Regions from separate parts of the Mus musculus genome. Here regions 1, 2, 4, 5, 6 and 7 are each linked to region 3. A link is a contact called in public HiChIP or PLAC-seq, capture Hi-C and promoter capture Hi-C data. All regions are on one chromosome and are shown on one strand. Each heading gives the region's core, a stretch centred on a gene start, on an enhancer-like site or on the middle of the called end of the contact. The rest is flanking DNA. Distances are from core to core; before and after follow the strand shown. Region 1 holds the start of Idh2 (isocitrate dehydrogenase 2 (NADP+), mitochondrial). Region 2 holds the start of Prc1 (protein regulator of cytokinesis 1). Region 3 holds the start of Zscan2 (zinc finger and SCAN domain containing 2). Region 4 holds the start of 3110040N11Rik (RIKEN cDNA 3110040N11 gene). Region 5 holds the start of 5430400D12Rik (a long non-coding RNA gene). Region 6 holds the start of Cib1 (calcium and integrin binding 1 (calmyrin)). Region 7 holds the start of Sema4b (sema domain, immunoglobulin domain (Ig), transmembrane domain (TM) and short cytoplasmic domain, (semaphorin) 4B).

Evidence for each region. Promoter capture Hi-C pulls out the DNA fragments that hold promoters and counts their contacts. HiChIP or PLAC-seq counts read pairs in DNA pulled down with a chosen protein or histone mark. Capture Hi-C pulls out chosen DNA fragments and counts their contacts.
Region 1: a contact with region 3 is called in a promoter capture Hi-C map of liver, with 3 times the contacts expected there. The contact joins the promoter of Idh2 here to the promoter of Zscan2 in region 3. A contact is called at or near these places in 2 of 39 promoter capture datasets (both in liver) and 2 of 9 other capture datasets (adipose tissue and liver).
Region 2: a contact with region 3 is called in a capture Hi-C map of macrophages, with 3 times the contacts expected there. The contact joins the promoter of Prc1 here to the promoter of Zscan2 in region 3. A contact is called at or near these places in 3 of 39 promoter capture datasets (the C10 cell line, liver and pre-B cells), 1 of 115 datasets of contacts at active chromatin or transcription factors (pancreatic cancer cells) and 2 of 9 other capture datasets (liver and macrophages).
Region 4: a promoter capture Hi-C map of hippocampal neurons shows a contact between it and region 3, with 3 times the contacts expected there. The contact joins the promoter of 3110040N11Rik here to the promoter of Zscan2 in region 3. A contact is called at or near these places in 1 of 39 promoter capture datasets (hippocampal neurons) and 2 of 115 datasets of contacts at active chromatin or transcription factors (bone marrow-derived macrophages and pancreatic cancer cells).
Region 5: a contact with region 3 is called in an H3K27ac HiChIP or PLAC-seq map of large pre-B cells, with 5 times the contacts expected there. The contact joins the promoter of 5430400D12Rik here to the promoter of Zscan2 in region 3. A contact is called at or near these places in 2 of 115 datasets of contacts at active chromatin or transcription factors (embryonic stem cells and large pre-B cells) and 1 of 9 other capture datasets (liver).
Region 6: a contact with region 3 is called in a promoter capture Hi-C map of pre-B cells, with 5 times the contacts expected there. The contact joins the promoter of Cib1 here to the promoter of Zscan2 in region 3. A contact is called at or near these places in 3 of 39 promoter capture datasets (liver and pre-B cells), 1 of 115 datasets of contacts at active chromatin or transcription factors (pancreatic cancer cells) and 2 of 9 other capture datasets (adipose tissue and liver).
Region 7: a contact with region 3 is called in a promoter capture Hi-C map of adipose tissue, with 3 times the contacts expected there. The contact joins the promoter of Sema4b here to the promoter of Zscan2 in region 3. A contact is called at or near these places in 1 of 39 promoter capture datasets (liver) and 2 of 9 other capture datasets (adipose tissue and liver).

Annotation. Positions count from the first base shown.
Region 1 is chr7:80,114,049-80,116,748 of GRCm38.p6, forward strand. Idh2 (isocitrate dehydrogenase 2 (NADP+), mitochondrial) reads right to left here and starts at 1,302. Exons shown (of 11, transcript NM_173011.2): 1 at 1,114-1,302. The coding sequence starts at 1,228.
Region 2 is chr7:80,293,103-80,295,802 of GRCm38.p6, forward strand. Prc1 (protein regulator of cytokinesis 1) reads left to right here and starts at 1,374. Exons shown (of 15, transcript NM_001374624.1): 1 at 1,374-1,489. The coding sequence starts at 1,479. It also overlaps a transcript of Rccd1 not described here.
Region 3 is chr7:80,859,649-80,862,348 of GRCm38.p6, forward strand. Zscan2 (zinc finger and SCAN domain containing 2) reads left to right here and starts at 1,283. Exons shown (of 3, transcript NM_001382511.1): 1 at 1,283-1,429.
Region 4 is chr7:81,788,170-81,790,869 of GRCm38.p6, forward strand. It overlaps 3110040N11Rik (RIKEN cDNA 3110040N11 gene), which reads right to left and starts at 1,286. Exons shown (of 5, transcript NM_026077.4): 1 at 1,186-1,286; 2 at 281-407. The coding sequence starts at 1,215.
Region 5 is chr7:79,919,252-79,921,951 of GRCm38.p6, forward strand. 5430400D12Rik (a long non-coding RNA gene) reads left to right here and starts at 1,398. Exons shown (of 2, transcript XR_003946805.1): 1 at 1,398-1,688; 2 at 1,798-2,700. Ap3s2 (adaptor-related protein complex 3, sigma 2 subunit) reads right to left here and starts at 1,389. Exons shown (of 6, transcript NM_009682.3): 1 at 1,258-1,389. The coding sequence starts at 1,326.
Region 6 is chr7:80,231,357-80,234,080 of GRCm38.p6, forward strand. Cib1 (calcium and integrin binding 1 (calmyrin)) reads right to left here and starts at 1,449. Exons shown (of 7, transcript NM_011870.5): 1 at 1,154-1,449; 2 at 988-1,022. The coding sequence starts at 1,204. It overlaps Gdpgp1 (GDP-D-glucose phosphorylase 1), which reads left to right and starts at 1,537. Exons shown (of 2, transcript NM_178752.3): 1 at 1,537-1,849.
Region 7 is chr7:80,197,157-80,199,856 of GRCm38.p6, forward strand. It overlaps Sema4b (sema domain, immunoglobulin domain (Ig), transmembrane domain (TM) and short cytoplasmic domain, (semaphorin) 4B), which reads left to right and starts at 1,432. Exons shown (of 14, transcript NM_001360135.2): 1 at 1,432-1,614. The coding sequence starts at 1,497.

The sequences.
Region 1 (2,700 bases), core at 52-2,551, 750 kb before region 3:
CTCTCCCTCCTCCTGGCCCCCAGCTTCGGTCAGCTGCTCCCACGGTGAGTTAACGATTACCACTCTAGCCAGAACAAACCCCATAGCCAAACCCACCCCCTCTTCCTCATTCCTCTGGCTAACCCCAAGGGGTTTTGAGCCAGGTCAGGATAGAATTTCCGTGGCAACAGGCATCAAAAGAGGCCACCAAGTGCTCTACATTGTTCCGTGCCTTTTGTAGCAAGGCGCTGAGTAGCAAGGGTATGAAAGATGCCCACATGCCAGGTTGGGCAATCTGTTAGTAATGGAGACTCTAAAACCCTGATTATTTTGTCCGGAGTTGCGCCTTCACGTCTAAGAAGTAAGCTGAAGGCAACGCAGAGATCTCATGGGAACGACTGACTGCAGAAAAATGACAATATGCGTGCAGTGCCAGGTCTCCACAGCTTGTATGCCAGGCAGGACCCACTCACATGCAGCAGCTCGTGGTTGGCCCAGCAAGGGGCCAGGAGAGGGCCCAGACTGAGCGTCCTGCGCAGCGAAGGGTGGGGGAGTGGCAGAGAAACAAAAGCGGGAAAAATGGAAGGACATTCCTCCAGCTGTCGAGTAAAGGTTCCAAAAATAGCTGACGTGGGCCTGTTGGAGAGGAGGGACCAGAGTACGCAGGGATTGGAGAGAAGGGGAAGTGGAGGCCTCTCCTCCTCGCCTTTGTCTGAGCCGGGAGCGCGAGGTGACCCTCCTCTGCCTAGGGCTGCAGCAGGCCGCTCCAGCCCCTCTTGGTCGCTTGTCCCCTCCAAAGGCCCAAGGCAGTCATGATACCCCACCCTGGGTCCAGGTACCTCTGGAAATGCTCCCCCGGAATACCTGGAGAACCCCAGCCCTGATAGGACCCAGCAATCCCGCCCCAGGCCACCAGCTGCCACTATCCCCTGGGTCCCCACCCCTGCGCCTGCAGCGGCCCAGGCGCGCGGGGCGCGGGAGCTCGGTGTAAGGCCACCTCCCGGCCCTTTGTAACCCGCACGCCGCTGTTCCCCGACCGCCGGCGTGTCGCGAGTGGCACTCCAGGGTCCCCCTCCCGGGACGTCGCCACGTCGCAGCGCTGCACGCGAGCCCGCCCCCCGGTGCGACACTCACAGTGGCGCCGCGGCTGCTCCGGCCAGCTGGGGACAGTCAGTGCTGCCGGTGCCCAGGTCCGCGCTGAGCCCGAGGCTCTGCAGAGCGAGCTCACAGCCCGCAGGTAGCCGGCCATCCCGAGCACGCGAGGTCCGAGCACGCCGCTGCACCGGGCTGTGCGGTGGGGACTCTAGGCTGGCCCTGGTGGCTGGGACCCAACCGGGGCGGAGCTGCAGAACCTGCCGCCCCATTGGGTCTCACCCGGGAGAAGGCGGGTCCACGCCAGGGCAGGAGCCTGCTCGACACCCTTGGGCCTGTTCCAGAGCTCAGGCGGCCCCAGTGCTGAGCCCGCGCTTTCTGGGAGCCTCCATATATCCTCAAAGCATCAGGTACCGGGGAGACCCATCGGGCCGCGGGGGCTCACGGCTGCAAGACTCCCCGCTTCCGTTAGAATGTCAGCTGCAGACACGTCGCCTTAGTCCCCTGCGTCCTTTGCGTTTAGCTGACCGACGGACCTGAGGCGCTTTCATCAAGACAATGACAAGCTTTGCCGTCTTGAACCTAGACCATGGCAACTTGGGTCTCCCCCAGGTAGCGTCCAGTTGGGTGGACTAACCAGGATCGAGAGTTGAAATGCCAAGTACGGTGGAGGCAAGAGGATGAGAAGTTAGGCTACATACCAAGTTCTAGACCAGCCTGGGCTATATGAGACGCTGCGGGGCGGGGCGGGGGGGGGGGCGGCTGGAAATCCTCCTTCTGCTCCTGACTAGGCCAAACTCCTAGCCCCAAAGTCCTTCATCATGGCCGACTCTGTCTCTTCTGGACATAAGAGTGCCTGCCAGGAGACTTCTGTGACATTTGTGTGTAAAGGTTTGAGGTATGTTCATCCTTCAATAGTACAACCACTGCCCAAGTTAATTATATTCTATGCTAGTAGTTATGTAGCCCTGAAGGAAAGCCCATGTCTCCTATATCCTAGGCAAAGGTCCATCCACAACCCAGCCCAACAGCTCCTAGTTTACCTGTTTGCGTGGGGAAACAAACAGAAACATACAAGCTAAATCCATCACTGTTCATTTTCTTGAAGTAGGGGTCACTGAAGTCTGGGTTTTGTGTATCAAATATCACAAATCCACCCCAGCTCTCCCAGTCACACCAACTCACTCCAGATGAGAGCAACCTTTCTGCCCTGTGCTCCCAGCTTCCCAACCCAGCTTCACAGTGTTGTCAGGTGGAGCTATGCCAGGAAAGTGGCCTTGAACTGCCAACATCAAAGCTTCCCTCCTGGAGTCTCAATCCATCCGAGTCACAGATTTGGTTCTGGGATCCAGTACAGAGAGTATATGCAAAGGAGAGACATCTGGGTCCCTCCAGGGACTGAGGAAAGGAATAGGAAAGTCTGGCCTGGGGCAGCATGTTCCAGAACAGTCTGAGAGCCCTTCTACGAGATTCCCAGTTCTCTTGTGTAAACACCGGTAAAGACCACAGAGGTTGTTGACTTGGGCTTTCATGCCATCCTGGAAATACCAGACCCCTGGACTCCAGGATCCACACGTGCAAGGTCGGAGAACAGACTTCCTATGCATCTTTCTAGACCAGTTAGAGTAT
Region 2 (2,700 bases), core at 124-2,623, 570 kb before region 3:
TCCACACATGACCACCCCATATACACACACAAATTTAATAAATGTATTTATCATAAAAAAGAGAAGCAAATAATGAGACTCTTATAGATGGTACAGTTGACCAATACAGAAAAGCAGACAATTTTAGTTATAATTCAGTATAAACTAGATTTTGTTTTATTTTGGGCCTATAGATGGAAGCTAGTGGTTTAAAAGCGCATTGCTAATCACCAGTGCTGTGGGTAACAAGGATACTCCAGGTAAAGTTTGGTGCAGAAGATAGGTTAATAAGTACCTCTTCGCAAAGGAGAATTCAATAATTACACTTCTACAAATCATTTTGGAGGAGGTAGCAAAAAAGAAATTCATCTCAGCTTTATTACAAATTTTAGTCTGAGTAGCAAAGGAGATACTCCCATAGCAGTGTATTAGGTAATAGTAAATCATTGAAAATGGGATACAGATGCTATGGGTCAGTGGGAAGAAAAGGACACACAAATACTTTGGTTGTTTTTTGTTTTTGTTTTTTGTTTGTTTGTTTGTTTGTTTTGGTTTTTCGAGACAGGGTTTCTCTGTGTAGCCCTGGCTGTCCTGGAACTCACTTTGCGGACCAGGCTGGCCTCGAACTCAGAAATCCGCCTGCCTCTGCCTCCCAAGTGCTGGTATTAAAGGCGTGCGCCACCACGCCCGGCTACACAAATACTTTGATGTCATGTTCAAATTGTGGAGTTTTCCTGATTTACCTAAATCTTATAATGTGCAAGAAAAACAAAGCCCAAATCACCATTTGCTCACAGCTAAATTGGGCAAGTCAGTTTTTTCCTGTAGCCCAAACTATTTCCCTGTCCTGTCTCTGCCGCCTACGTTCTGGAAAAGCTACTCAAATCTTTTTCTTCAGGATAGTGATGATCATTATTAACAGGTGTGTTCTAATGATTAAATGCGATAAACTTGTCCACTAAGGTACCAGGACCAAGAGCCTGGTTTTTTTTTCCTTCTAAGCTTTCCTGCTAGTCCCTGCTCCTCTTGGGACATTGGAGAGTAGCAAGAAGTCGAGCTGTTCTGGCAGTCTACCCAATACTTCTCAGGAAGCACAAAAATTTGAAACCCAACGGCAGCAACTCAGTGGGTACCGGTGACATCATCGGCCACACCCCTACACCCCACCCTTGAGGCGGGCATAGGTGCACGCATGCGCATATTGAGGCCCGCACGCTCCCCGTGCAAGCGCTTCCCACGCCCTAGGCGGTCTCTGTATCCCAGGCCTAGGCAGCAGCCCTTCGCAGGAGGGGCGGGACGAGGGCGGGGCTCCGTGAGTGGCGGACGCGGTAACCAATTGTCATTTGGCACCGCCTCTGGCTCGGTTTGAATTCCGCGGGGTCCAACGGCTCGAGAGTGGAGACGGACTCCGGGTGAAGTCTGCTGCGGCTGGTTACCGTTCTCCGTCCCGCGCGTGGCAAGTGGAGGGTCTCGATTCTGGACAGCTTGGAGCGTCCACCATGAGGAGAAGGTGCGGGTCTCTTAGGGGCGGGACCCATTACTGAGGTGCGGGTCTGGTACCAGGTTCGACAAGCTGGGTTCGCCGGTCTTCAGGCACCGATGTCTGTGGCTGGGGCGCTCGAAGCCGGCTCCGGAGGGCATCTGTGCCCGAGGCCACTAGCGGGGCGAGCAGCGGGGACAGCGCGGGGTTGACACGCTTCCTCGAGGCCGGGGTGGGTTTGTCTCAGGCCTGGCGTAGCTGGCGGCCGAGCTCAGGTGCCGCCGCAAGTCGCGGCTACTCGGCCTCTTCTCTGTGTAAACGCTGAGCATGTAATGGTGTGGGCTTCTCATCTCTTGAGTATAGTCTGTAATCGCATTGCTCGGGAGGCTAGAACAAAATCGATTCGAGTTTAGCCTAGGAGATGTAGTTTAAGACTAACCTGGGCTACGGAGTGAGACAGTACAAAAAGCCCTGAAGTTTTTTTAACCTTAAAGTTTTAAATGTATCGTTTTTTCTTCGTGTCTTACAGTTCCGCGTTTTTACTTGAGTTAGGAAGACGGCTTGAGCCGGCCAGTGGTGGCACACGCCTTTAATCCCACCACTTGGGAGGCGGAGGCAGGCGGATTTCTGAGTTCGAGGATAGCCAGGGCTACAGAGTGAGTTCCAGGACAGCCAGGGTTACACAGAGAAACCCTGTCACAAAAAAAAAAAAAAAAAAAAAAAAAAAAAAAAAAAAAAGAAAGAAAGAAAGAAAGGCTTTATTTCCTTGCAAGTTAACAAATTCGAATTCTTTTCCGGTCGTTTTAAGATTCCCAGGCGGGGTTAGAGAGATGGTTTAGCGGCTAAAAGCACTGATTGCTCTCCCAGAGGAGGTGGGTTCAATTTCCCAGCACTCACAAGGCAGCTCACAACTGTCTTTAACTCCAGTTCCAGGTGATTTTTGACACCCTCACATACAGACATACATCTAGGAAAAACACCGACGCACCTATGAAAATAAATAAAAAGAATCCTCTATTAAAAAGAAAATTCCCGGGCACTGCTTGGGAGTGCCCGATTGGAAATCCAATCAGAACTGACTCTTTGAGTAAAAGGCTGAATGCCGTTTTCGAATTTATAAAATAATTTTCTGCAACGAGTTGGGTGACAAGGCTTTGTAATTTCTAAGAATCTTGGTTTTGTGATTATAGATTTTGATCATTTTTTTTACCCCCAGATACTTGGCCTCAAGAGTCTGGGAA
Region 3 (2,700 bases), core at 33-2,532:
TACATAGGCCTAGGAGAGGTGTGTCTCACATCTGATTGGTTAACTTGTCTTGGCAAAAGAACCTTCACTGCCTATGTATGTGTAGTGGCCAGCAGTAGCCAACTGCCACTCTGCAACTGCCACTCTGCAACTGCCACTCTGCAACGGCTTCCCACACTTAACCACTGAACCATCTCTCCAGCCCCCAAGTCAAGGGTTTTAACTAGAGCGAGTAAGGGAGTAAAAGTTTGTATGCTCTTTGGGAAGAGAGCAATCCGTACAGAGTAGGAATGGCTGTGTCGGGGACAGAAGTGGGTTTAGATTTATCCTTTATCTGTTATCCTCTCCCTGTCCCTCCATTAAGGCGGGCACTAAAACAAAGTGGCACACTTTTCTTGGAAGCTCATTTCACCCAGTCTTGGGGCTTAAGTGCCCTCAAAGCTGAAAAGTTCACTTGGTGAAGGGGTAGCAGGCACTCCATGCATACTCTTATCTAGAGATACCCTGAAGCCAGTTGAAGCTGAGCCAACTAGTAGACCACTACCATCTATTGCTGTTCTTTACATCCTGTTTTGGGGACCTTGAGATGACCCATCTGGAAGGACCACTATTGTCCTTTGTGTCCTGTTTTAGGGTGCCTGGGTGGTCATTCCCTCCCAGAGCTAACCTCTTGCCTAACTGTAGGGCAGGTTCCAAGGAGCCGACTATAGACTAGGACTTACAAAGCAGAAAGAGCGGGGCGGGGCTTTCGTGAAGACGCAAGAATACCACGTGTGAAAACAAAGGGGAGTGCAACCCCGGAGTGCAAATGCCTGTGCGTAGCTGCAAATTTCCAGGAGAGGTGCGAACTTGGGCCAAGAGGAACTTTGATTGCGCAGATTTCTTCTCTGCTTAGAGTCAGCTTTTGGCTCTCGAGGGCTCATTTGCCACTCAATTCTCAGCTGAAAAAGACTGATACATTCACCCAGCTTTCATTTTTTATAGATAAATACACGCGAGCTTTAGAGAATTGGCACTATCTGTCTCAGGTGAAAGCTTTGGGCAGTACTAGAAGACAGACAGCTAGTCCTGGGTCGTCCTCTGCCTCTGATCCGGAGGCATTACTTACGGCTATCAAACCCTCTGTTCGCTCAGGTACAAACCACCCCCCCCCCCGTCTCTGGGTAAACTACATTTCCCGCAATGCATCGGGTGGAACTTCCCTCCCAACGCCCATCTGGACGCAGTTTTCACCAATAGTGGAGCAGAATTTCAGGAACTGTTGTGGACAGCCAATGAGAGTGGCCATGGGCGGGCCTCTCCCGTCCATTGTTCTCTGTGCCCCTTGGGCTTGAGCTGAGGTGAATCCAGAGGGGCCGGGCCGGGCCGGGCCAGACCGTGGGGTGCTTTTGCGCTCAGAGAGATAGCGGGAACAGGACCTGGTCCCTGGAGAGGCGAGCGGGAGAGGCAGGTCAGGAGCCGCGCGCCCCGCGGGGAACAGCCAGAGAGACAGCGAGTAACGGGCCTGGAGCCAGCTCAGGGCAGTTTGGGGGAGGGGCGTCGGTGTCCGCGCCCGACGGGCTGGACGCGCAGCTCTGCGTCCTGGTTCTTCGGAGCCCTCGAGGCTCCGCTCACACCAGAGCGCTGGGTACGCGCAGCCTAGGAACGCAGGCTTTACACTGGGAAGGGATGCTCGACGACATCCCACCGAGCCGCCTCCTTGACCAGGTGGGGAAACTGAGGTTCTGAGGGGGCGTGTCGGAGCCAGGCTTAGCTAATAAGCTGTCTAGGTTCAGTGTTCCCGGGATGTCCAGGAAGAATTACGATGTATTTGTGTTTCACGTAGTCATTTTGGACAAATTGACATTGGGAGCTTCAGTTTTCTTTCTGTTGTTGCTGTTCTGTTTTAACTTTTGCTATTTTCATGGGGGAGGGCATGTTATCTGATTCTATGGTGTAATGATTTTTTAAAAATAAATATTCATTGCTTTCATAATACTTAAATAGTTTTTAATTCCACTGCTTTGAATATTTTGTAGAGCTACTACTCAGATCTAGGTGTGTGTCCCCCACACCCCCACCCCCCGCAATGATCCCCATGTGTGTTCATTTAAAAAGGAATTGGGCAGGCAGTAATCTCAGCACTCAGGAAGCAGGACAGGCAGGTCAGGAGTTCGAGGCCAGCGTGGGCTACATAATGAGATCTTGCTTCAGAAGCAAAAAAATAAACAGAAATGTCTGTACTGAACATGTAGGAGCGTTCTCGTTATTATTCCCAAACAGTACAGCATACCAACTGTTTACATATTATTTACACTTAAGTATATGTTGTCTAGAGATGATTGAAGGTATTTGGTACACCATTTTATATAGGGGCCTTGAGGAGTCCTGGATTCTGGGATCTGGGAGATTATCTGAGGGCAACCTCCTTTGAAATATAGCACTAATGACTTGTAGTGAAGCTGGGGGCACCTTGACATGCGATCCATTAGTAATCACTATGATGTTCCATATGATAAGGATGAGTGTTATCTATTCATTAAGTGGTCACTGAGGTTGAATGACTAACCTCTTTGTTAGGTCACAGTCTCTGAAGGGAGTCTGAACTGACTTAGGGTAGGATATGTCAGTTCTGTTTCTCTCAGCCCAGATCACTGCATCCCACTACTCTTCCTTTGGTCTTCTGAAAAGAGCAATGCTGTGTATGTGTGTGGTAGTTATTATTATTATTATTATTATTAT
Region 4 (2,700 bases), core at 36-2,535, 930 kb after region 3:
TGTGAATTATTGGCATATATGACCAGGCCCATCTACAAAATACCACATTTTTAAAAAGGAAAAGATACACAGATTCCATCTGATTTGGTATTAAATATTGTACATTTTCTTTCAAATACCTCTATATGAGACTATAGAATGTTTAGATGGAGAAGCTTCTAAACGCAGACATAAAAAATACCATTTACAGTTACAGGATAAGCTTTTAGATAACAAGGCAAAAATAAGATGAAAACGCTGCTTTATCCACATCCAAATCCCACCCAGTGCTCAGACGTACCTGTCACAGCGTTCTGTCTGGAGCCAGGTTTGGCATGAATGGCTATGGTGACAAAACCTTTAGGGTCAGTTGCTACAGGCCCTGCAGCAGGAGGTGCTGTCTCTGGTTCTTTGGTTTGGTTTTTACCCTAAAATGACACACAATTTCACAGGTAACAAAATACTTCAGTTATTTTGAGCCATCACTACCCTCACCTTCACTAAACTGGGCCTACATGCAGAAACTAGCCACCACCGTGCTCCTCCCACATCCCTTCATGATCCAACATACAGAGACAGAGAGGGGGGTGGGGTGGGGCTGTCTCTGTGTAGGTATGTGTTCTACTTAAGATCTCTTGGCTAGCTTAGGACTTGTTCCCACAGTCTACTTTATCGTTTCTATTTCTCAAGAGAAGGGGCATTTATTAGTCATCTTTATAGCCAATGCATCCTAACGCTCAAGAGTGGGTGAGGAGTCCATTGCAGAAAGAACGACGACTGGTATTTAAATGCCATCTAACAACTTAACAGAAAACAACTTCCAGGGCAGTATGCGGACAGCGGGTATGAAGAGGAATAAGGATTCAAACTCCCTGACTTCAAGGGGCTGGGATCACAGCGACAGAAAACAAAGGGATATTAGGGGAGGGAGTGCAGTCTCATTGACAGAAGGAAGCGATCAGCCACCATAGGGAGGCAGAACGCACAGCCTGCCGGGAAGTGTAACCCTCAGAGTGAGAGAGCAAAGACGGTGGTCAGCGGGTGCGCAGTGGAGCCTACTCATCCTTAGGGCGAGCTAATGTGCGACCCAGGAAGTCTCAGACCTGGACCCGAAGGGAGGTCTTCCGCCCTCCAGGCGCTGCGTCTGTTCCCCGCCAGTGTAGCCCCGTGGCCCACCCTCTCCACAACACGAGGCTTGCCACTGGCCTTGCTTGTCGCACCGGCTTTCTTAGGCATTGTGGAACCACACAGGAGTCTAACAGAGGCCAAGCACACCGACCTACAGCAAGCAGCAGCATCCCAACCACGCAGGCGCCAGCGTGGCGGAAGAGTTCTGTGCGCCTGCGCAAGTCATGGGCGGAAGCGGCAGGCGCGTCGGCCGGCACCTAAGAGTGCCACCTCGCCCCGAGATGGCACTGTTTTCCTTCCTTTGCAACCTGCCAGCCTCAGGGTGTGATCCATTGGTGAGCCATCTTTGCCAGCAGAGGGAAAATTGTCACCTATCCTTAGGGTTGGCAAGAGCAGCCAGCCTCGGTGCTCGCCTGCCCAACGCGGCACCATGGCAATTCGCACAGGGCAGTGCGCAAGGAGAGGAGATCCACTGTGGAGTTGAATACAACCGTTCGTGAAACTGAAGCAGAGGCAAATCAATGCAAGTGCTAAAGTTAGGGACTGGCCTTGTCCAATAAGGTTAGAATGTATAGATGGTATATGCCCAGAGGTAGGAAGATCTGCTACCTAAATGGGAGATGGCTTGTTACCATTTTGAGGATCTTTGGGACCTGAATAATCTGAGATGGGGAAAAGATTAACTGAAGATGCCCGAGTCTACGGCTAGCAGTTGTGGCAGTCCGAGGGGGAGTTTTCAGGGTACATTAAGTTTGAAATGATTGGAGACATCCAAGTGGAATAGTTAAGGAGCTACCTGAATACATAACCAAATTATCAGTGACCTGTGCCAGTGAGAGGGGAGTTAAGGAGGAGGACAGAGACTGTGACAAATGTCAAAGGGCGACAGCATTCAGATTCACAAACAGGTGAGACTGGAATGTGAGTGCTGAAAACAGCCACTAAAGGTTGGGATCAGAATGGGATGTCTCATTTTACTCTCCCAGAGACACCCTTTCCACATGACACGTTAAGTGGTGTGTTGTGAGAAAGTGGCTAAAGCCTAAGACTCAGGTGATTCAGGTGTTAAACCACACCACACCTTTTTTGAAATACATTACAAATAGAGGCACAAAGTGGAGCCAAAACTATACTGTAGTAATTTGATGAATTTTGAGGTGAAATCATGATGCCCTAAAAATATTTACATTACGATTCATAACAGTAGCCAAATTAGTTAGGAAGTAGCAACAAAAGTAATGTTACCGTTGGGAGTCATCACAGCATGAGGAACTGTATTAAAAGGTTGCAGCATTAGGAAGGTTGAGAACCACTGCTCTAGAGACTTGACAGTTTTTATCAGGGGAGGAACACGGATTGGTGTATTTCTGATGGTGCCTGGATGGGCAAAGGAGGGGGAAGCAATGTCCTCTAAGGAACCGTCAGCCTTCTCCACAGGTACCTCTAGAGTACCTCATCACCAGCTAGAAAGGACAGGACCCCGCCTCAGGTCAATCTGTCACACAGCCACTTGCCCCAATGGAAAGAACAGGGGTTTGTAATCCAAATGGCAGAAACCCAATGTAAAATTCTTAAGACTTGATCTTAGATTTG
Region 5 (2,700 bases), core at 148-2,647, 940 kb before region 3:
TGCATACATTAAGTAGCTGTATAGTGATTTTTAGCTCAGTGAAAAACTTAGAAACTAGGAGAAACAAATGCACGTGCAAATTGAAGTTGTAAACCCTGTCTTGAAAAACATAAACAACAAAAAATTGAAGTTGTATTCAGTGTTCTATTTAAAAACGTAGTTGGAAAATCCTATTTTAAAAAGCAAATACTTTTCATTTATGATGAAAAAAGGAATAAAAGACCCAGAGACATTTCTGTTTGTTTGTTTGTTTTTCAAAACAAGGTTTCTCTCTAAAGCCCTGGCTGTCCTGGAACTCACTGTGTAGACCAGGCTAGCCTCGAACTCAGAAATCCACCTGCCTCTGCCTCCCAAGTGCTGGGATTAAAGGTGTGTGCCAGAACCGCCCGGCAAGACATTTCTTAACGTGTACAAAAGGTGGGGCTGAAGCCTGAAAGTCTTCTGATTTTATTCCCTCTCAGACAGAACCAGTCTCTCAGGAGGATATTTTGAAACCTAACCACGAATAAAATATTGGGGTACAGAAGGCAAAGAACGGCATCTGCGTTTCCCCAAAGGAAATGTTTCCAGAAAATTCAAATGTGCACGAACATTGCTGAGGCATTCCATGATGGCATTTGTTTATTTGTTTAATTATATGATTTCTTAAGATGCGGTCTGGTGTAGCTCAAGCTGGCTTAGAACTAGCTGTGTATCTGAGGATAACTTTGAAGTCCTGATCCTCTCGCCTCCATCTCCCGAGTTCTGAGCTTTGAGGTGTGCACCACTACAACTGGCATCTTGTAAAAATAGCTCATTTCCCCCTAATTTTAAAAGAGACTTTCTGCAACCTTACAGGATAAAAAGTATCCCAACCCTGATAAGTGCCAGCCAATGCTGAAGCAAGTGATTCCACGAAAGAACTTCTCTCCATGCCCTTGAGAAAAAATAAACGTAAAAGAACCCAACGACCAGATCATCACAAAACTACGCTCATCAATTTAAAAAACAAAACAAATACAGAAACAAAAAACTAAAGACAGAGGCTGTCACCCAATATCTCAATGCGGCACACTGTGTACTGAGTCTGTCCCTAAGACCCAAGGGAAAGTGTCACAAAACACAGAAAAGCCAAGATCCAGGAAGGATGAGGGAGGAGCAGGGGGGTGGGTCATGCACGGTGCCAGAGCAGGAGATGCTGCTGAGCGCGGCTGCGGGCCGTGGGGAAGGGATGGCTCTGGTGCTCCGCAGGGGCATGGTTGGTGGGGCTGCACTCACAAAACGCTGGTAGAAGCGGACCAGCCGCGGTTTTCCATGGTTGTTGAAAACCAGAATCGCCTGAATCATCTTTGCCGGTCCCGCTTCTCTCGGTACCACCTGCTCCAAGAACGCACCTTCTTCCGGCACAACACGAACACTTCCTGTTGGTGTCCCGCTGAAAGCTGCTCCCGGAAACTTAGTCTCGGTACCCCTGGGCACCGAGCACTAAAGTGTCCTGCCGCTCTGGCACCCTGAGAGGTCGGCGCGCTTTCCTGGGGAGCACGGCTGTAGAAGCCCAGGAGCACGGTCGCCTTGGCCAGCCTGGGAACGAATCCAAGCCTGGCTGGGACTGAGCCCCTCATTCTGGTTCCATCCTGGAGCCAACCGTGTCGGCAGCAAGCATCGAGACTGGCAATTCCTGCCAGCAGCCGCGCCAGTTTGAGGGACCAGTAGGTGTTTGTGTTTCTTCTTCTAACCTTGGACTAGCAAAAGCTAGGCTTTTATGTTGCAGTGAATTAGGCAAAAGTCTGCCAGTCAAACGGTCATTCTCTCCTTTAGATGGTGAAAGTTGACATCATACGGGATCTCTCATCCAATCCCACATAAACGGAACGGTTGGTCTCAAACTGGTAACACCTTTTCTCATTTATTTATTCATTTAGTTATTCGTTTGTTTGTTTATATGTTATCTTTCTTTGAAACGGAGTCTCACTGTGTCGCCCTGCCTGGCTTTGAACTCAGAGATTCGCCTGCCTCTGTGACCCTAAATGCTGGGATTAAAAGCCTGCACCACCACATACATCCCTGGGATTTTAGTAAATAAAAATTCAAATGACTATTGCATTGAAGTGGGACAAAATGATTCAAATGTTGGACGGAAATGTCAAAGACAATTCTAAAACAGAGTAGCAAGAAGGAACCAGCTTTGCCCACCAATCAAACCAAGCAGGATAATTTGAAGTATGTTTTAAAGTTACATTTATATGGATTTTTTTGGAGAGGACCCACGCGCCTGCAACGGTGCATGTGTGGAAATCAGAGGACAATTTGGGGAGTCAGTTCTCTCTTGCTGTGTAAAAGATCTAATGTAAGCCATCAGACTTGGCAGTGCCTTTACCTCACAAGCCTCAAATCATAATTAAAAGGTGAAGTATTATTGAACTATAACACAATAGTCTGTGGTAAACAATTTTAAAGATTTAATTTTAATTATGTTGTATGTGTATATGTCCAAATGTTGCTTCAGGTGCCCTCAGAGACTAGAAGAGGCCACCTTAGAGCTGGAGTTTATAAGCAGCTGAAGTGAATGCTGGGAGCAACTCCAGTCGTTTGGAAGAGATGTAGTCTTTCCAAGCCCTTGGCATGAAATAATTTTAATATATGATGTAGGGGCTATCATAGTTTGGCTGTAGGAAGGAATTCCACAAGTGCTATTGAGATAACTGATTAACACTTTGAAGA
Region 6 (2,724 bases), core at 199-2,698, 630 kb before region 3:
AGACGGCTCTGGTAACTTGTCAGAAGATCACCTTTCATGAGACTAGAGCTGAGACAATGAAGGAGAGACTCCATCTTGCCCAGGACTGCTGCTTAATTTTACATACCCTTGCCCTTTATTTAAATATAAACCTCACATCAGCTGGACATGAAGATTGACTTAAAGATGGGGGGAGGAGCGGTCATGTCCATTCTTAGCTTTTTTTTTTTCCCAGTATGGCCACATTGGATACATTTCGTTTCTCTGCTTTTCAATATTGTCCCTTTCCTTGGCCTACTGAGGACAGGTAGCACAGCCTAGCTGGTTAGGACTGCCTGTGTGGGCCAAGTACCTGGACTCTAACATTACAGTAACAAAAACACATGTTACCTCCACTCCAGAGACTCCTCTCAGCCACCACCTCTTTCCCAGTAGAATTTCATTGTGGGGCTAGGAACCTAACTCAAGCGCTCTGGCCAGCAAATCACTTATAGTGTGCTTTATAGTCAAGTTCTCAGAACTCTCTGAACCTGATTCCTTGATCTGTAACCTCCTCCTGAAGTAATGTGTGGATCACTCAGGAGCTACTGGGCAGAGTAAGGGTTCAGTAAACGTTAACGGTTACTGAATTAAACAGGTAAAGTTGGGATTGGAGCGAGCCACGTACAAGACCTCTTGGTTTTGCCAGAGGGCAAAGTCCGCAAAGAGTCACAGCAGTTCCTTTTAGAAGCGAGCAGGAAGCTCGGCAGTGAGGAGGCTAGAGGAGCTCAAACAGTTCAACTTTTCCTGGATACACAGAAGTGTTTGCGTGGTGCAAAGGTGAGGCTCTGGAGCGGGTGGGACTTGCACTCTGAGCCTCCGACTCCAGATCCAGTGATCCTGACATCCCAGAAGCACAGCCCCACCCTCGGAGGTGAGACGTCCAATCCGTATCCCGCGAGAAAAGTACCCGCAAAGCCCTCCCCTGGCAATCCCGAGTTGGAGGACCGGGGTCAGGGCAGCACTCACAGGAGGATCTCCTGCTTGGTCAGGAACGTCAGGTCCTGAAAGGCAAATCCAGACAAGGGTCTGCAAGCCGCCCGAAAGCCACGGCCGCCCCGCCACCTGTTCCCCGAACCCCACTCCCCTGCGCGGGCTCGCACGCGAGCTCCGCGAGAACTGGCGCCCCGCGCACCTGGTACTCGGCCAGCAGCTCCTTAGACAGGCGACTGCCCGAACCTCCCATCGCCGCGGTGCGCGCACAGCTAGGCCAACTCTCCCCGGGACGCCGGCAACTTTCTCACTTCCGTCCTCGGGGCCGCGTCCCCGCCCAGTCCCCGTAGCAACCGCTGCCTGGCCTCCGCCCCCGGGCCCGCCCCTGCCTACAGTGCCCCGCCACCCTTAGCGCCGCTCAGCGGGCCGGCTCCCGGCTCCCCGCGGGCCCAGGAGAGCTGGAGGGAGGGCCCGGGGAGGAGCCGGACGCATCGGGGCGGGGCCCAGGCCTCGTGGCCCCGCCTTCTAGTGGGCGGGGCGGAACGAGCCATGCGCACGTGATGCAGACTGCGCCTGCGTCGCGGTCTTCACGCGTTTGCTGAGTTCCGGGACCCGTCTGTGCACTGAGCCTTGAGATGCATCCGCCTCACCTAAATCAAGTGCAGAAGACCCCAGCTCTGGGTGGAGGCGGGTAACCTCCATACTCGCTCCCGGGCTGGAGGAGATCCGGTGCCCCTCTGCGGATAGGGTCAGTCCTAGACTGTCTCACGGGACAAGAGCTGCAGCCTCTGCCACCGTGCCAATTCTTCCAGAAGAAGCTTAGCTTCCTCTTGAAGTGGCTCTTGAAGGTGTTTACTGGATTGTGCAGTTATCGCCCATTCGTGGAACAGTTAGCAAGGTAGGCTTCCATTTTACAAACAGGTTCAATTTCAGTGATGTGTCCGGACTCCGGTATTTAGAGGTCAGTTCTGTCCACAGGTCCCTCCTGCTGTTTTATCGTCACAGCTGGGGTGCCTCCTTTGATTCCTCCCACAAATTGCGAGCTTCCAGCTGTAGGAACCAAGATTTGCCCTTCTCTCCTCTCAAATAATAATCAGATGCAAGTATGAACATATTTACACTGTGTGAAAAAGTGAAGATTCCAAGCTTCCGGAGGAGGAAATGTGGATTTTGTGATCTGGGTGGTCAACTTGGTTGGATCTGGAGTCAAGGAGAAGGGAAACAGCTTGACACTCCTGTGAGGGATTTTCTTTTTTCTTTTTTTTTTTTTTTTTTGCTTCGTCACCTGGCACAACAGGGCCAAGTCAATTACAATTTATTTGAGAATATTTTAACTTCGTACTGGACTGGTATTCATTCCTAGAGAAGTCTGGTCCTTCATCCGGCCAGTCCAGCTAGATGTTCCATACCCTCTGGGTAGGAGACTGTAAACCTTGCTTCTCATGCTTCTTTCTCTCTGCTCCTTCTTTAGCCTCCAGGAGAGGTGCAGGCTCTACCGCAAAGCCCAGGGGCTATGGCTTGCTTTCCTGGTCCACTCAGGGTCTTACCTCATAGAAACCCCTGAGCAGAGGGATTTTCTTGATCAGTTTATTTGAAGTGCGAAAATCTACTGCGGCAGTGCGCTCAGGTGGCAACCCGTACCAAACGGAAACGGAAGATGGCTTTTGGCCTGTTTGCCTTGGCTTGCTGATAAGTCTCTATCCTGTACCTGCCACTAAGGATTTCCTTTAATGACATTAGAATCATAGTGTTCCAGCTGCCAACTCAGATTGA
Region 7 (2,700 bases), core at 182-2,681, 660 kb before region 3:
ACTCCCAGGTTGATGGGATTAAAGGCCTGGGCTACAGGCCTGACCTTGAAACAGTATTTAAAGTGCTATTTATTTCATGTGCATTGGTGTTTTGCCTGCATATATATTTTATGTTACACACACAAACACACAGGTCAGAGGTCACAGCTTGTGGAGTAGACTCTGTCTACTGTGTTTGAGAAGAGATTAACAGGAGGAAAGGAAGCAGCAGTTAGAGCAGAAACAGTACATTTCAGATGATGGGTTAACCAGTGCAATTGGACATGTGGCATATGAGAAAAGACACGAGACTGTAGAAGGATGTCAGGGTGGTGACAGTACAGGAGTTGTGGAGCATGGGGAAGTCTGGATGTAAGAAAGAAGACCTGAGACCATCCAAGAGCTTGTCTGCTCTGACTGCCACCTGCCTGTGGGGGTGGGGAGGAGAGTAGAAAGATGTGGCTCTGGAACTGCCCACATGGGCACACATGGGCAGCAGCGAGTGCAGTGTAGCTTCGACAACTGCAGAAAAGTCTGGGGGAAGTGGTTTCATTGCCACAAGAACAATGAACACATATTTTTAAGTTTTTAATTTTATCCATTCACCTAGGAAAAGCTGAAACGGGTTTCCAAAACCTTGATGTCTTTGTTGATCTCCCCCTCTTTATTTCCCTCTATTCCTTTGCTGTGGCTCCACCAAATTGACTTCAGATTGGGGTACCTGCGGGTGGATACCTCTGGCGTCTCATTCCAGCCTTAGGGAATCCTTTCCTATGCTCAGCCACGTGCTGGTTGTGGGGGGGAAGGTCTAGCCTCTTTGGCAGTGCAGTCCGTGAAATCCTAATTATCCCACTTGAACTGATTCTGCGCCGGCCCCGGGCTTCGCGTGGACAGAATTCTAAGCATGGACAACCGAGCAGAGTATCTAGATTCTAGACCATGCATAGACCTCTCGCGGAAGTAAGACTGGAAAGCTACCAGTCTCCGTCTCAGAGTCTGCACAGCTCCCAGAGCGGGGGTGGGGGTAGGTAGGGGGCATGTGGGGCAGGGTTCCCGGGAGCCGGAAGGAGGGCGGGTCCGTGCGGCTTTGCGAGCTCCTCGGTCTCCGGGCTTCAGGTCCCCAGGCTCTGCTCCGCTCCCCCTCCCCCCCAGTGCCCCAAGTCGGGTGACTCGATCCAGCGCCCCTCGTACTTCAGCGCCCAGGAAGGAGGAAGGGGAAAGAGCTGGGCAAGGACCAGCTAGGAGGCCCGCCTACCCGTCGACTTCCTGCTCCGCGCCCTCCTCCCTGCGGCGAGAGCGCGGGGCTTTCACCCGCAGCACTGGGCAGAGGGAGCCTACGGTGCGGCGGCCCACGTGACCACCTTCCCTGCCGCCCACCCCCAGGTCCAGAGGCGGAGGCCGAGGGAAGGACTCCGGGCCGAACCGCGGGGCGGGGCTCCAGCCTGCGATTCCACTTGAGCAACCTGAGCCGGAGGAGGACGCCGCTGCCTGCTGCGGTCCGAGCTCCACGCGCCGCGATGGGCCGGGCGAGCCGCTCCGCTGTCCTGCGGCGCGCGCTGCTGCTGCTGCTGCTACTGCTGCTGCTGCGGACGACGACTACGCGGGCGCTCGGCCCCCGGATCAGTGTGCCGCTGGGTAAGTGCTATGGGGCGCGGCAGAAGGAGGGGAGCGCGGGCAACGAGATGCTTGGTGGGGTGGCCACGACAAAGGAGAGGTTGAGGTCCACTAGGACCAGGAAAGCAGTTGTGGTCAAAGCGAAAGAGGAGGGAAAGCTAGGGAGCTGAGAGCCCTTTTCTTCCATTTTCTATCTGGACTTGGAGAGGGCCGCTTTCTTGCTCGGTTGCAGCTGCTCTTGCTCGGAGGGAGCACACTCGGCACTAGGGGCCTCAGGTGCCAGCCATCCTGCCTACTCATTTACTTGTCTTTGATGCTGACCAGAGTCAGCCTTGGAGCCACCAACGGCACGGGGCTGAGGGCACTGCTGCTGGCCGTGCTATAAACTCTGGGCTTATGATATTCTCAGTCAGCCACAGCAGAGCCTGGAGTTTGGCGGGTGGGTGCCAGGTCTTTCCTCCCTGCCGGCCCATCTCTGACTGATCGACCTGGAGAATTCACCCCCTACTCCAAACACAGGGACTTGGAAACTGACATTGCGAAGACCCATCTGTACCCTGTCTAGAGGGGCCTGAGGGTATCACCCTGGTGGGCCACATTCCTTTTTTGGTGGTTTACAGCTGCCCCTGGCTGCCTGTGTTTCCAATCCTCCACTCATTCTTTACTTCCCTTAGTCTGATCGCCCCTGAACCTTTTCCAGGGAACCTCAACGTTTGGAATTCTAGGGACTTAGCCCAGTAAGTACTTCCTACTGCCCGCACTCCAGCTTCCTCCCCTGCAAAGTCGCCTCAGGCTTAGATACCTTGCAAAGTCATCTTGGGAAATTCATAAAACTTGGTGCATTCGGAGGGCATCAGGCACATAGGTGCCAACAGACAATGTTTGGCCAAACCCCTCTAAATTGCAAACTGTCACTGTGAGTTAGTGCATAAATTAGAGGTTACAGACTAAAACTCTACCAGACTTCCTACTCCATATTTGCATCCCCACCCCTAAAAGCATCCCATTTGCAAAAGGATAGAATCAGCTCTTCAGTTAAGGCCCCTAACAGGATCTCAGTCCCTTATCCAAAACATTGTTGGTAGCTCAAGTTCAAATCCTGTCTCA